Linked DNA regions of Mus musculus: region 1 is linked to region 2. A link is a contact called in public HiChIP or PLAC-seq data. All regions are on one chromosome and are shown on one strand. The core of a region is the stretch at or near the end of the contact, and the rest is flanking DNA. Distances in the headings are between cores, read along the strand shown. Region 1 has its middle 20 kb from the start of 4933432I09Rik. Region 2 has its middle 18 kb from the start of B830017H08Rik.

What was found. HiChIP or PLAC-seq counts read pairs in DNA pulled down with a chosen protein or histone mark.
Region 1: an HNF4G HiChIP or PLAC-seq map of pancreatic cancer cells shows a contact between it and region 2. The contact joins two enhancer-like sites.

The regions. Positions count from the first base shown.
Region 1 is chr16:18,190,319-18,197,252 of GRCm38.p6, reverse strand. No RefSeq gene overlaps it. Among named protein-coding and RNA genes, the nearest start is that of 4933432I09Rik, 20 kb to the left of the region's middle. Within about 2 kb of position 2,087, at least 123 of the 459 cell types and tissues checked have an H3K27ac peak or open chromatin away from gene starts, as enhancers often do. A contact at or near this core is called in pancreatic cancer cells, where this site is marked.
Region 2 is chr16:17,811,944-17,818,932 of GRCm38.p6, reverse strand. It overlaps the pseudogene Zfp520-ps. Among named protein-coding and RNA genes, the nearest start is that of B830017H08Rik, 18 kb to the left of the region's middle. Within about 2 kb of position 3,427, at least 112 of the 459 cell types and tissues checked have an H3K27ac peak or open chromatin away from gene starts, as enhancers often do. A contact at or near this core is called in pancreatic cancer cells, where this site is marked.

The DNA of each region.
Region 1 (6,934 bases), core at 838-3,337, 380 kb before region 2:
GAGGCTGAATATGAGCGCTTGTCTGAGCATGGTGACACTGGGAACAAGGGTAGGGTAGAGTAGGGTAGGGTAGATGGAGCTGTGGGAATGACTGGGTAGGGCATTGTGGGCCGCTTGGAGTTTGGCTCTTGATTTCTACCTCTGCATATGGCTGCACATGTTCACTAGTGACCTCCAAATGACTGGGGAGGGTTGGGGGGGGGCTCATAGTGCCTGTCATACCAGGAGCTGAGGGGGTGGCAGGATTAAGGATCTCTGGTTTAGGGGCCTCGCCCAAGCAGGGTGTGGGCCTGGGCAGTGCTGAATCCAGGGTGTGATTTTATCCCAGGAGTGGGAGCTGTTGGTGAGAAGAGTGAGCAGCGCTTCCCTCCTGGACATGGCCTCTGTGTGGATCCCCACCAGGGGATGGAGCCTGTTGGTAGTGCTCCCTGGCTAGCTCCGTTAGAAACACTTTTATGGGCTGTTAATTGTTATGCTCCCGTTTAATTCTGGGTGTCATTGCATGTCAGCCAAGCCCGACAGGCTGGGATTTATGCCTTGAAATTATGGGGCTTGGGTTGTTCAGAGGTAAAACAATTACCCATCAATCAGCCACCAATCGGCCTGAGTTAGGCCTGGCAGCCCTGTTAGCAAGTGTGGGTATCCACAGCCCTGAGAAGACCTTCAAGAAGAAGAACTGACTTTGAGAACAAGGTAGGCTGGGCAGGGTCCTGCCCCAGTAAGCTTGTCTGTCAGGACTCAACTCTAAGAAGGTGGCCCTGCTATGTTCTAACTGTTGGGATCAGTGACTTAGCCTCCCACTCATATGTTGTGACTGTGATCCCAGGGATGCTGATGGTAACCAGCTCAAAGATGCTGCAGAGTTGCAGAGAGGGAGAGGTGATGTGCCCAGTATGCTGAGGGGCCCTGGCTCGCTTCTGTCAGTCTTCTGCCAGCTCTGGGGTGTCACAAGGAAGACACAAGTACAAAGGGAGTGCTGGGGCTGCCAGCTGCGGGGACTATACCACCAGAGCCCCAATACCTTCCTATGGGTACAGAGGCAGATGAGGCCCTGCTAAAAGTGGGGAGGTAGTCCACAGTAGGGCATTGCCAGGAACAGCCTTTGATAAAAGTTCTGCACTTGCTCGGACCTTATTGGAGGTGCTGGAGTCCCCAAGAGGCACAGGGGAAGAGGGGACTCTGAGCAAAAGACCAAGAAGCCTCCATCTTCCTTGCTGCACTCCAGCCACAGCAGGAACAGGGCCCAGCACCTGCTCTGCAGACCCAGGTCTCCTCTCCATCAGTTCACATCCTCAGGTATTATCTTGCTACCCAGCAGTACCTGCTCTACCATCTATACCTGCCCCAGCTGCCCCTGCCCATCTCACCTCCCCAGCTGCCCTACCTGCCCCAGCTGCCCCTGCCCATCTCACCTCCCCAGCTGCCCTACCTGCCCCAGCTGCCCCTGCCCATCTCACCTCCCCAGCTGCCCCAGCTGCCCCTGCCCATCTTACCTCCCCACCTGCTCCAGCTGCCCCAGCTGCCCCTGCCCATCTCACCCCCCCCCCTTGATTTGCCCCAGCTGATGATATCACCGGGCACAATATGACTGTTAATTACTGAACTGGATGGCACTCTCCACGTGGGCTGGAGTAAACGTGAATTCCTCCCAGGCTTATGTCCTCCTGGGGTCATGTACTGGCAGGGGTCATATTCCTGGGACATGTGTACTAGGACCCAAGTGAGTCTCCTGCACAGTGTCCTCCTCACAGGCAGACTCCATTTAGCAGCAGAGCCTCCTACATTTTGTATTGAAATATTTTAACAGGAGAAAAAAGTCTTGTTTTCATTTCCTCAGTCACATGCTAATTGGCCCGCGCTGCTATGAGCAATTACCACAATCTAGGACTGGCTTCAGTCTATTCTAACTTCCTTGAAAGTCAAGGAGCTGTGACACCCGTGAGTCATTCACACTTCATCTTCCAGTCACTGTCTTTGCTTCCCCACCCTGAATGCCAACCTGCTGGTGGGTGAGGCCCTCCAGGGAACTGTGGAGCTGTGGGCGGGGCTTGGCCTCACCCACGTTTTCTTTCAATAGACTTGCCTGGGCCCATGGAGCTGGCTGTTGTCTGCTCTCCCAGTCCCAGCTGGCTGTCCAGGCTGGGCCCAGCAATGTGGTAGGAAATGCTCCCTAAAGCCCATGCTGGGACTCTTGGGGTAGCCGTGGCTTTGATTTTTAGACCGTGCAGACACCTGGGGAGAAGCAGGCTATACAGTCCAACGAGAGTTGCTGGGTGCTGAGGCCCACCCAGGGCTACGGTGGACACCTGTTATGAGAGAGGGAAGGGTGGAGCCTTGCGGGGTTTTGGCCAGAAAAGACTGGAGCTGGCTGGCTGGCAAAGATCAGCTCATTCTCCCCAGGGCAGCCCCAGGACTCCCGTCCACAGCTCTTGCACCCACGCCCAGTCCAGGCCTCATCCTGCCATGCCTGGGTAGCCACACTGGCATTTGGTATCTGGGGAGCTGCTGACAGTGCGTGTTCTGCCTGCTGACAAAGCACTGCTAGCCTATTTGGAAATGTCAGGCTGGCGGGTGGCAAGCCCAGCCAGTACCCGACTCCTGACCATGATGCTGGATGAGCTGCAGCCCCAGCAATGGAGCCAGGCAAGTGCTGAGAGGCACTACTGAGGGTTTGAGCTCTGGGTGGGCTACAGGCTGTGGGAAAGCAGCCCTGGGCTGACCCCGCCTCTGATGGATGAGGGCTCCGAGACACAGCTGCGGTGGACTGGTTGATGTGGAAGAGCAATGGTACACTGGGGACCCTACGGTATCCGAGGGAGGTTTATTGGCATCAGCTGATTTCCCAGGGGTCCTTGCTGGCAGTGGCCACTGTATTCCGAAGAACTGTGTGGGAGGGGAAGGTGTGAAGTGAGCACTGTCTCTGGCCTGCCTGAGCCTGAGCAGAGCTGTGTGACGGGCACATGGTAAACCAGGAAAGCTGGTGGATCTTCAGTGCTGGAAGCTGGCCCAGAAGGATGGGAGACAAACTCTCAGGCTGAGGGGCGCAGCTTTTGTGCTTTCTGGTCCCTTGTGCAAGGGCTGGCCTTTGCAGCCATGTTTTGGCTCTCCTGTCCTGTCTACTGGACACAGGGCTCTGTGACCCTCCATGGCAGTTACTTCCCTGGGTCCGGCAATACAGATACTTTGGGCCCCGATTCCTATGAGGACTGCCACACTGCTGTGCCTAGGCCGTGCCTTGACTTTGTGTGTAAGGACAGACACCTCCCAACTGGGGAATTTCAGTTGGATCTCCTTATAGCACCAGTTCAGGAACAAGGGGTTTCTAGTTGCCACCCCACAGTCTTTCCCACCTCTGTTCCTGTTGGGTCGGGCTCTCTGGAGACAGTCACCACACAGGACTGGACAAACACGTGGGGCAGGAGCCCTGCTGTGACCCTGGAGGCTCCTCCTCTCTTCAGGGGTGAGGTGGGAGTGGGGGTAGGGGGTGGGGGGGGGAGGGTAAGGCAATGTGGGGGGAATGGGAGTTGTGGCTCCAAGGGACACACCAGGGCTGGAGACACAGAGAGGGCTGTGTGTGCCTGTGCATGGGGTACGGTTGGTTTGGATTCCTGGAAACATGGTGTCCTCTGCATACTCTCCAGTTGCTGTGACAAAGTACCTGAGGAGAGCAACTTAAGAAAGAAATGTTTTACCGTGGCTCACAGCTTGAGGGTGCGTTCCCCCACGGCAGGAATGCGCAGGAACTGGAGGTGGCAGGCGGGTCGTCTCTCCCCAGCTAAACTCTCTGGAGCTGCACTTACAGACCCCACAATGCTGTCTCCTGCACGGCTTTATTTTCTATTTAAGACTTTCATATATGCATACACTATATTTGATGATATTTACTTCCATTCCCTGCTCCGACTTTTCCTAAAACCTGCCCCATATCCCCCTCCTGATTTCATGTCCTCTTTGTTTTTATGTATGTATGTATGTATGTATGTATGATGTATTCATGCATGTATGTATGTATGTATGTGTATGCCTGCATGAATGGATGTATTGGTCTCCTCAGAGGCCATCAGATCCCCTGGCACTGGAGTTACAGGTGATTGTGAGCTGCCATGGAGGCTGGTAACTAAATCTGGATCATGGTCTAACACCAGAGCCATCTCTCCAGCCCCCTCTTATAAAAACCTGCAAGGTTATTCTGAATCCAGTCAAGTTGACAGTGAAGTGTCAAGGTGGGTGGTGAGACCACCTCATGAATGGTGGGCCTCCATGAACAGGAGGAGGATGCCTGAGCCCACTCTGGCCACAGGCTGTCTAGGTTTTGAAATGCTTCTGTCCTTCCACTTAGATCCTCACTCTCAGGCTTTGCCTGGAGACAGCTGCCACATCCAAAGGGCACCACATACAAATACTGACCTTACAAGAGGCTTCTGGGTATGGGCTTTTATGGCTACAATGAATGCATGGGTCAGTCCCAGGACCCCTTGGGTAGGTCAGGCTTCAGAACCAGGGGTTAATAGTTTGAGATGTCTGAAGGTTGAATGACCAAGTGCTGGCTGCAGTTAGTGTTCTCCCATGCCCATGGACCCTGAGAGGTGTGTGCATCTCCCTGAGTAACATCCATTCTGCCTAGGAATCAGTTCAGGAGAGGCAAGTCTGTCTTTTAATTAAGGAAGGGCCTTTCGCAAGTCTGAACTTTTATCCTGAGCACTTTCTCCTGGTTGCTGTGCTTGAGATGGGGGGACACCCACCAAGGCACTGACAAGGCCTGCGCTGTTTAAAGGCTGAGCCACGCGGAGCCTATCTCTCCTGTTCAGGCCAGTGGGTGGGCTGGATGTCCTATGGCTTTGCTCAAAACAACAGGAAAACTGCCAGCTGTCATTTGGGTGGGAGTTGTCTTGCTATTGAAGTGAAGCTGGGATTGAGGCCTACTTACTGATGTGGATGGATGAGGCTCCTATAGGTCTATCTGGAAAAAAATCACCAGAAAAGCCTGAGCTTTTCAGTGCTTGTGGCATGTAGGTATAGGTGAGCCTAAGAGATAGATAAGCAGGTAGTGTGGGTGCGTGGTGCTAAGCTAAGCTGTCTCTTTCTCCTATGCTGCACCAGGAGAGCAGGCTGCCTGGGACCTGGAGCCAGGGTAGGTAGTGTGAGTGGGAATCTCTATCCCCAGAACTGAACCCAGAATTCACTGTGACAAGCACTAAGAAGTACAGCTAGGGTCTAAGACGGATGTGATAGGACCTTGCATTTCCTCCTGGTCTCAGAGGATCTAGGCTGCTGGGCATGGGCTTCAGCCTGCAGCAGATGGGGCCTTGTGGGATTTCATGACACCTCTGATCTGTGGTCAAGATTCAGGTATTTCATGTCCATACGTAACAGCACTCACAGGCAGGCTTCTGTAATGCTTCCCCGAGCACATTCTCGGCAAGGATGTTCTCAGCATTGTGTAAGGTGCTGTCCTTGTGAATGAAACTTTGAGGCAGGTCCTCCTCCTTCTCCTTCTCCTCCTCTTCCACCTCCTCCTCCTCCTCCTCCTCCTCCTCTTCCAAGTGTAGCCAAAGTAAAATCCAAGTATGGCCCAGTGGCTCCCAGAACCAACCTGTGAAAAACGCCCAGAGTCAAGGTAGACTCAGAAACCAGATATGACCACATGACCCAGAAACCAGATGTAATTGTGATCCAAAAAGTCAGGTGTCAATCTGGAATGGAGGTATAACCAGGGCTCAGGTCCCAGATCTGAATAGCATCTTGGATTAATGCTTTGACTAGATCCAGAATCAATGTGAAATCAAGACCCAGAAAACAAATATGAACAGGATCCATAAACCTCCAGGATTAAAGTTGTGACTGAACCCAGAATCAAGGTGTATCTAGAATCCAGAATGAAGGTGTGTCTGGGACTCAGGTCACATTTGGAATTAAGGTGTGACTAGAGCCAGAATCTAGTGTCCCGAGCACTCCAGGGTCTGCCTAAGGTCTGCCTAAGGTCTGCCTAAGGTGTCACTGGGCCCTGCAGTTTCCTCCTGGTCTGAGTGGATCTGGGCTGCTGGCCATGGGCTTCTCTGGGATTTCATAACATGCTTTGTTTTCCTTCTATTTGTGTGGATCCCTTCTATTTGCCACCCTCCGTGCTTGTTTTCCATTTCCAGCACTGCTGTAAGATTTCCTTTCAAAATATAATCACTTAAGTGAAAATCCATTTGAAACCCCTCAAGTAAACAGCAGTGAGGGGGGTGGATGGGTGGAGGCAGGGTGGGGCAGAACACGGGCCTCTGCACAGCTGTGACAGAGCATGGTTTGGAAGGGGTGAGGAAGGAAGAAGTTGGGGGTGGTGGTGGATGAAGATCTTTCAATGCAGCCAAAGCCGGTACTGGTCAACCAGGACCATCATGGCTGTGGCCTGTCTAGCCTGGGCTTTAAGTCCTTTCTTGCCTCATGGCTCTATGTGGACTTGAATTGAGGCTCAACGTCTACTTGCCTGCCTTCTCCACTCTGAGGCAGGCCCAGTACTGTCCATTCACATGAACAGTGAAGACAGTAGCCCAGAGCCCTGAGTGCTCATGCTGGCTGGCCACTCTGGCTTCCTGTGGCACCCAACGCCTTGTCATTGGCTATTCCACTCTGTGCTGTGTGAGCCTAGGGACTGGATCTGTCATGAACATGTATGACAGGGACAGGTCTGAGACCCCAAGCTCAGGATGCATGGCTGATGGAGTTGGCTGTGATGCAGGCCCATCTGCTTCCCACCCCAGCAGACAGGGGCCTTTCCCAAAGCTTACGGGCCTCAATCAGACTCCTCTTCTCTACCTGGGAACTCTGTCTAACAAGGAGTTGTAATTCCCGAATCTTCTAGAGAGGCCCCAAAAGTGCTGCAGGGAGACTAGAGTTGGGGTCAGGGTCATAGTGTGTTCTTGGCCTTGAAAATTCTTCTTCTCCTGTG
Region 2 (6,989 bases), core at 2,178-4,677:
CTGCAGTACCATCTGCTTGCAGTGTAGTGATGAGGACTGTGGTCTTCCAAGGTGTGCCTCTGCCTCATGTTGTTCCATTCACTGGCCCCTCTCCAAACTTCCTCTTCCCACCCATTTGTAAATCTCGAGAAAAGGGTGACAAACAGACATGAACACAAGGGAGTGTGGTATCTGAATGTAATTTCTCAAAGTAAGCACCAGACTTTTAATACAGAAGAAAATAGGGAAGTTAGGTGACACATCGGCAAGGTACAATGAGGTTACCGGATGCTTAGTGACTCTAACACAAAACAGAGGAATGCAAACACAAAGACTGACAGGAACTGGGCAATAAAACAACTGAAACAAATTCAGCTCTATCTAAGGTCAGCTATATTCTTAGAAGCCAGGTGTGAGGTCTTTACACTCCTGGGGCAAGGGCTTTCACACCCAAGTCATGGTTCTAATTAGGGAGTTCCATTCTAGCTAACCTTCTCATGAATAATGCAATACTCTAAAACAACAGCCGAATCTACTTCCTAAACCATTGTAAATTCCTGTATATGGGAACAACTTGGCTTTTATTCTAAGTGATAGTGTGGGGGGACTTTCTACTAATGAGTAATGTAGTCTGCCATACATAGCTATAATAAAAATTCTAAACTTACGTTGCTAAACTTGCCCTGAGATTTCTAACTCTATGTAGTAGATAGTAATGCCTGAATTCTTTCACTATCTCTCTTACAATACCAAAGGCAATTCTGAATGTCAGTGAATAGGCAACATTCTTACTGAATTCCAAGCCCAGAGTTGGCTCAAGGACTACCTAGGGTATTGGTGAAGGCCAGGAAGTAAAGTTCAATTTTGCTTAGGTATTTGGCAAGTCATTGCTTGGAGACACCTATAATAAAACAATACTGAAAGAAAGCAGACAGATCCATACTCTGACTAACGCAAGGGCAAAATTGGAGCATATGTGCTATGGGATGCCATGGCTCCAGGAGACTAAGTTTCTGTGAACTTTTTGCCTCGGGACTACTTCCAGGTTTCTAGGCCTGTCACGCCAGTCACTACTGGAATGGATGTAGCAAATCTTCTCTGGCCACCTAGGTTTTGGGCATGGCCAGGTTCTGCCTTCTCTATCCTCCTTCCTGCCACCTTCTTGAGTCTGAGGTTCCCTGTCTCATATTCATATTCATAACTGCAATGCCAGTTTGAAGGCTGTTTTTGCCAAGTTATCCTTACCTGGCCTCCTGGATTGTGCACAGAGTCATCTTTAATGTTCCCTTTTATATATACTACTCATCGTGTGGTGAGAGTGTCTCCCCAGGACCCTCTGCCACAGTCCCTCCTCCCCTGCACTCAAAGGGCCACTCTCCTAGAATTTACCCTTCACATCCTCACTTCCACTCTTGCCTGCACACCTAACATGGGCTCTCTCCTGCTCATCCTGCATCTAGCTGCCTGCTCTCTACCCTTCAGGAGTCAATTCTGACTGTCCCCTTCCTCTGTAGCTGAGAACCCCTATACTATATTGAGAGCTTGTGGAGAAAATAGACTTAGAAAGTAAGTCTCTCAGCAGCACAGAGGCCACCCCAGTAGTGGAAAAGGCCCTTTTTGGAGTCCAAGTGCAGATAAGTGGGTGCAACCCATCTAATTTGGTTGTCTGGTCTCCTCCAAGAGAAAATGCAACTTCTTGTATGATTGTTTTATTTTTGTTTTTTGAAACAGGGGTCTCTCTACACAGCCCTGGCTGTCCTATGCTCACTATGTAGACAGGCTGGCCTCGAACTCACAGAGATTCAACAGCCTCTGCATCCTGAGCAGTGGGATTAAAGATGTGAGCCACCATGCCAGGCCTACTTCTTGTATCTTTTTGAGAAGCACTGTTCTATCTCAAACTAAACTCCTGCAGAGTAAGGTGAGAATCTCCCCGGTCAGAGGCAACAGTGGAGTTGTTCCTGAGTAGTCAGATATAGCACACTGCCGAGGTCAGAGGTGAGCAAGGAAAGTGAGGTTGGGGCAGCCCTTGTGCACACGCACTACCTCACAGGATAGCTCCACAGAGGACATCCTAGGAGGCAAACCCATCAAGAGGTCTGCTGCTACGTTTCTGATGTGTTCAAGCAGCGCCAGCTGTTGGGACGGAGTACTAAAGAGTGAGAGGAGGCAGTCCTCTTTCCCCTGAGGCACCACAGAACTGCTGGCTCACATTTTTAGACTTGAGTTTATGCCAGTGCAATCTGTGGGTGGATGTATCTGGGACTGAATCAGCTCCTGATCCCGAGACCTGATCCTGATCTCAGCCCTCGGGGATTGATTAGAAGCCTGGCTGGGTCTTCAGCTGGAAGAGTTCCTTTGGCGGTTCACTTGGGCACTCTGCTTTTGTGCCTCTGGACTTCCGGGTGCTTTTGGTTTTCTATTTAATTTTCTGGTTTATTTGCAACTCCAGTCCAGCAACCCAGTCTGAGCTCCAGGGCCATGCTTCTGCTCCGTACAGAAAACTCTGCTTCAATCTCTTAGAGATTGGAAGGTGGAGCCTGAGATAATTGGAGGACATTTACAATACAGGGCTATATCAGGCTTTGATTCTCAGGCAGGTCAGATGGGAGGCAGCCCAGGTAGTATCCTGGCCTGGGAGCTGCAGAATGACACTGCACTGGGGAGCGAGGCTGCGCTGTGGAAGCCAGCTCCTATTGCTAGTGGGAGCGACCTCATAAAGGAGAGCCTTGGCAGCCACAGTGGGACTGAGGAGGCTGTCCCTCTAGGGTGCCCCCTCTCCTTTGATCAAGGCACTCTCACTGAACACTCATCTGCCAGATGCAGCAAGGACATCCAGTCCACAAAGGGACTGCCTCAGAACCACCAAAGAGCACAGCAACCGTCAGAAGAGCCCAGGCAATCTACACGAGAGCACAGACAGCATGAGGTGGGTGGGCACTGACGCTGCGGAGAGCAAGTCAGCCAGTGCGGGAAGGTATTCCTGCAAAGCTCCCGGCCCTTTCGCTGCACTTGCGCAATGGCCTTCAGATGCCACGAGTGCAGCAAGGCCTCTGGAGCGCCGACCTCGTGGAGCACCAGCGCAGCCACGCTGCTACTCATGCCCCAACGCGCACCCGCGGTGCACGCGGGCGATCGGCCCTACAAGCGCGGTGCCCGCGAGAAGGCCTCCAGGGGCAGCTCGCTGTTCAGCACGCACCGCCCAGCGCGCATCGGGGTGAGACCCTACGCATGCGCCGCCGAGTGCGCCAAGGCCTTCAACCAGCGCACGCACCTCACCCGCCACCTCTACGGCCACACGGGTGAGAGGCCCTGCAGGTGCGGCTGTGGCAAGGCCTTCGCCTGCCACTCTTCGCTCACCGTGCACGAGGAGATCCACCGTGGCCACAAGCCACTCAAGTGCTGGGACTGCGCCAAGGCCTCCCACAGGCGCGCGGGCCTCGCCCTCCACCAGAGGGCGCACACGGCGACATGCCCTTCAAGTACTGCGAGTGCGGCTCTGCTGCCCCTGGGACATGGGGTGCACCAGCGCACCCACAGCGGGGAGAAGTCGTTCCGGTGCTTCGAGTGCGTTAAGGCCTTCAGCTTGTACTCCTACCTCATGGTGCAGCCAAACTGGCGAGAAGCCCTACAAATGCCACAAGTGCGGCAAGACCTTCACCCAGAACCACTGTCTTACCACACACAGGAAGGTTCACCCCGGGAGAGAAGGCTTTCCAGGGCGGGAAGGATTTCTGCTGGAACTCACACTTGGAGCGCCAGAGGTTGCACTGTGAGGAGTTCAATAGGGGCTTGCTGAGCTCCATGCCTGGCAGCCTGCTGGATGCAGGGAATACCAAGGCGAGTGGCATGGACCCCATAAATGCTTTGAGCATAGCAAAGCTGTGTGTGATACAACTGACCCCTGGAGAACAAATCTGTCAATCAGGGTGACACTCGCCGGTTACTTCCCCACTCTCCCAAGTCATCAGCTCTAGATTCTCAGAGCCAGACGACTGTCCCTCCAGGTGAAAAAGCCTGGCTTGACCTTAAAGTAGTCTCTCACAAGCCATTCCCTCCTACTAGATATGGTCATGGCTAGGGAAGAAGTCATCCTACCAACATGCTTAGTGGGGCCAGAGCCATGAGAGTTTTTGCAGCTAGACACAGGCATTTTTCCTTCTCTCTCTCTCTCTCTCTCTCTCTCTCTCTCTCTCTCTCTCTCTCTCTCCTCTCTCTTCCTTCCTTCCTTTCTTTTTAAAAATTGTCTTATTTATTTATTTATTTATTTATGAAATAGAGTTTCTCCGTGTAGCCCCGGTTGTCCTGGAACTCTTCCCACAGATCAGACTGGCCTTGGCCTACCAAGTGCTGGAATGAAAGGTGTGCATCACCTCCTCCCAGCTGGCATTTTCTTTTAAAAGAAAATAAGGGCTGTGCAGATGTGTAAGTGGGTAAACTGCTTTTTGCCATGCAAGTGTGAAGGCCTGAGTGTGCACCTCCATAACCTGTGTGAAAGCCAGGTGTAGTGGACAGGTGTACGCCCACCTCTGAGCAGAACAGGAACCAGCAGGCTCTTGAAGCTCTCCAGCCAGCCAGTCTAGCTGAACTAGTGAGACCCTGACATTTCCCAGTGAATTTTTAATTGTTATTTAGGTGCTTTGCCTACATGTATGCTAGTGCATTGCCTGGGTGCCTGGTACCCACAGAGGCCAGAAAAGTAGATTAGATCCCCTAGGACTGGATAAACCCGTGTCCTCTGGAAGAGCAGTCCGTGCACTTTCTACCAAGCCATCTCTCCATCCACAGAAACCTGGCTTGAAAAATAAAGTAGATCCACATGTGGTAGCTCATGCCTTTCATATCAGCACTTGGGAGGCAGAGGCAGGAGAATCTCTGTGAGTTTGATGCCAGACTGGTCTACAGAGAGAGAGAGTTCTGGGCCAGCCAGAGCTCTATAGTGAGACCATCTCAAAATAAACAACTAATGTAGAAAGCCATAAAGGAAGGCACCTGGTGTCTCCCCACAAGCATGCACACACAGATACACACACAAATTAAAAGCTCTGGAGAAATGTCACAGAGGTGACAACATAAAAACCTGAGTTCTAGTCCCCAGAGCACACATACCCTCCCAATGCTGAATCAAGGAGGGACAGGAGGATCTCTGAGCCTTGTTGGCTGCCATCCTAGCTCCTGTCTTGAAGGAAAAAGTCAGAGAGTGATGGAACAAGACACTTGATGTCCTCTTCTGGCCTCTGCAAATGAACACATGGGTGCACACACTCACGCATACACATATGCCAAACACACGCAGCAAAAAAAAAAAAAAAAAAAAAAGACTAGAAGTTAAGATTAGTGACACATGCCTATGTTCAGATCCCAAGCACCTACATAGGAAGCCAGGATTGGTAACATGCTTTTAATTCCAGGGCTGGGGAAGCAGAGACAGAAGGACTCCTAGGGCTAGCTGAATTAGGAAGCGAAGGGATCTTTCTTCAAGAACCATTTGTCAGCATCTTTCTCTAGGATCTAGGGCTCAGTGATGAAGCTATGCTGAGTGGTAAATCCCAGGACTCTGCCTGTCCCCCACCTCGTCAGTGCTGGAATCTCAAGTATGCCTATTACAAGCATCCTTGTGTGTGTGCACTGAGCATGAAGCGCGGGCCTTCTTGTTGATACAGTAAGTGCTTTACCAACTGGCCTATTTCCTCAACTCCTAAAGCTGTATAAACAAGCAGAGGGCAAAGACAGTGGGCAAAGATGATCTACTTCTTAGAGTTCCTCATGTTTTACTTCCTCCTGGTCCCAGTTCACAGGAGTAGAAATTTGGAAACTCACTTGACGAAGCCAAGAAATTATCCCAAGCCCAATTCTGATGCTGGGAAGAGTTCCAGAAAGGTCCTCATAGGGTCACTGGTTTCCAGGTCACTGTCAGGAGCCCCAGGCTCTCAGTAGAAATTTCTCTCAACTTTCCAGAAGTGGAAACCTTGAAGAACCAGGAGTTGTGCATATACAGGTGGATCTTTAAATTTGAGGCAAAGCCTGGTCTACATAGCTAGTTCCAGGACAGTCAGGGCTACAGAGTAAGAAAACCTTGATGGATGGGTGGCCTGGGACGTGCTCTAGCAGTAACAAGCCACTCTGGCTCACCAGGCAGATACAATTACTTCATAAGCCTGACCAGTTCTCTCCACACTGAAAGGAAAGTGCTGCCTCTGCAAAGCTGCCTCTGACTGCCATAGCACACGATGGCATCTTGTGCCTGAACTGAGATGTGCACACACATCACATAACACTATAATTATCTTTAAGTTTAAAATCATAGATAGGCCTAGCAGAAGGTCTGGGAGTCTGGGAGGTGCCCTCAAAGTGGGCAGTGCAATCCTCACCCCAGCTCACCTCTCTTGCCTCACTTCCCTGTGTCTTCCTGTTCTTTCCACTCTCGTATCCCACCAGACCATCGGCATCATGTTACAGCGTTCTTCGAGCTTCTCCTCTAGCTGGCTGTAGACAACTTTGGTGAAAAACCTGAACCTGGGACCCCCACCTCAGTGTCCTCTCCTAGCAATACAAACTGCTGGGTTATTTTTCTGCTAGGACTATTGCACACTCTTTTCTGCTCCAGATGTTTCTGCGGTTCACCACTAGATGGCAACATCAGAATACTTCTACCTTGCTAACAATGAATGGACTTCAATCTTTTCAAAAAGGTCCTATCTCTAGCCCTAAAATAGCAATGGTGTCCTGCCACACAAGGGACAGCAGTGAGATTGGAATGCCAAATGTCGTGCCTCTAGAATGGATGCTTTAAACACTTGTGTTTTGAAGTGTACAGAAAAGCAATAATAAAAAGCTACTATAAACTGGATGTTGTACGCACTTTTAATCCCAGGAGGCAGAGGCAGGTGAAGCTCTGTGAGTTCAAGACAAGCCTAGACTACACAGAGTTCCAGGACAGTCAGGGCTATATAGTAAGACCCTGTCTTTAAAAATTCAGGCCAGCCAGGGCTATACAGGGAAAGCCCTGT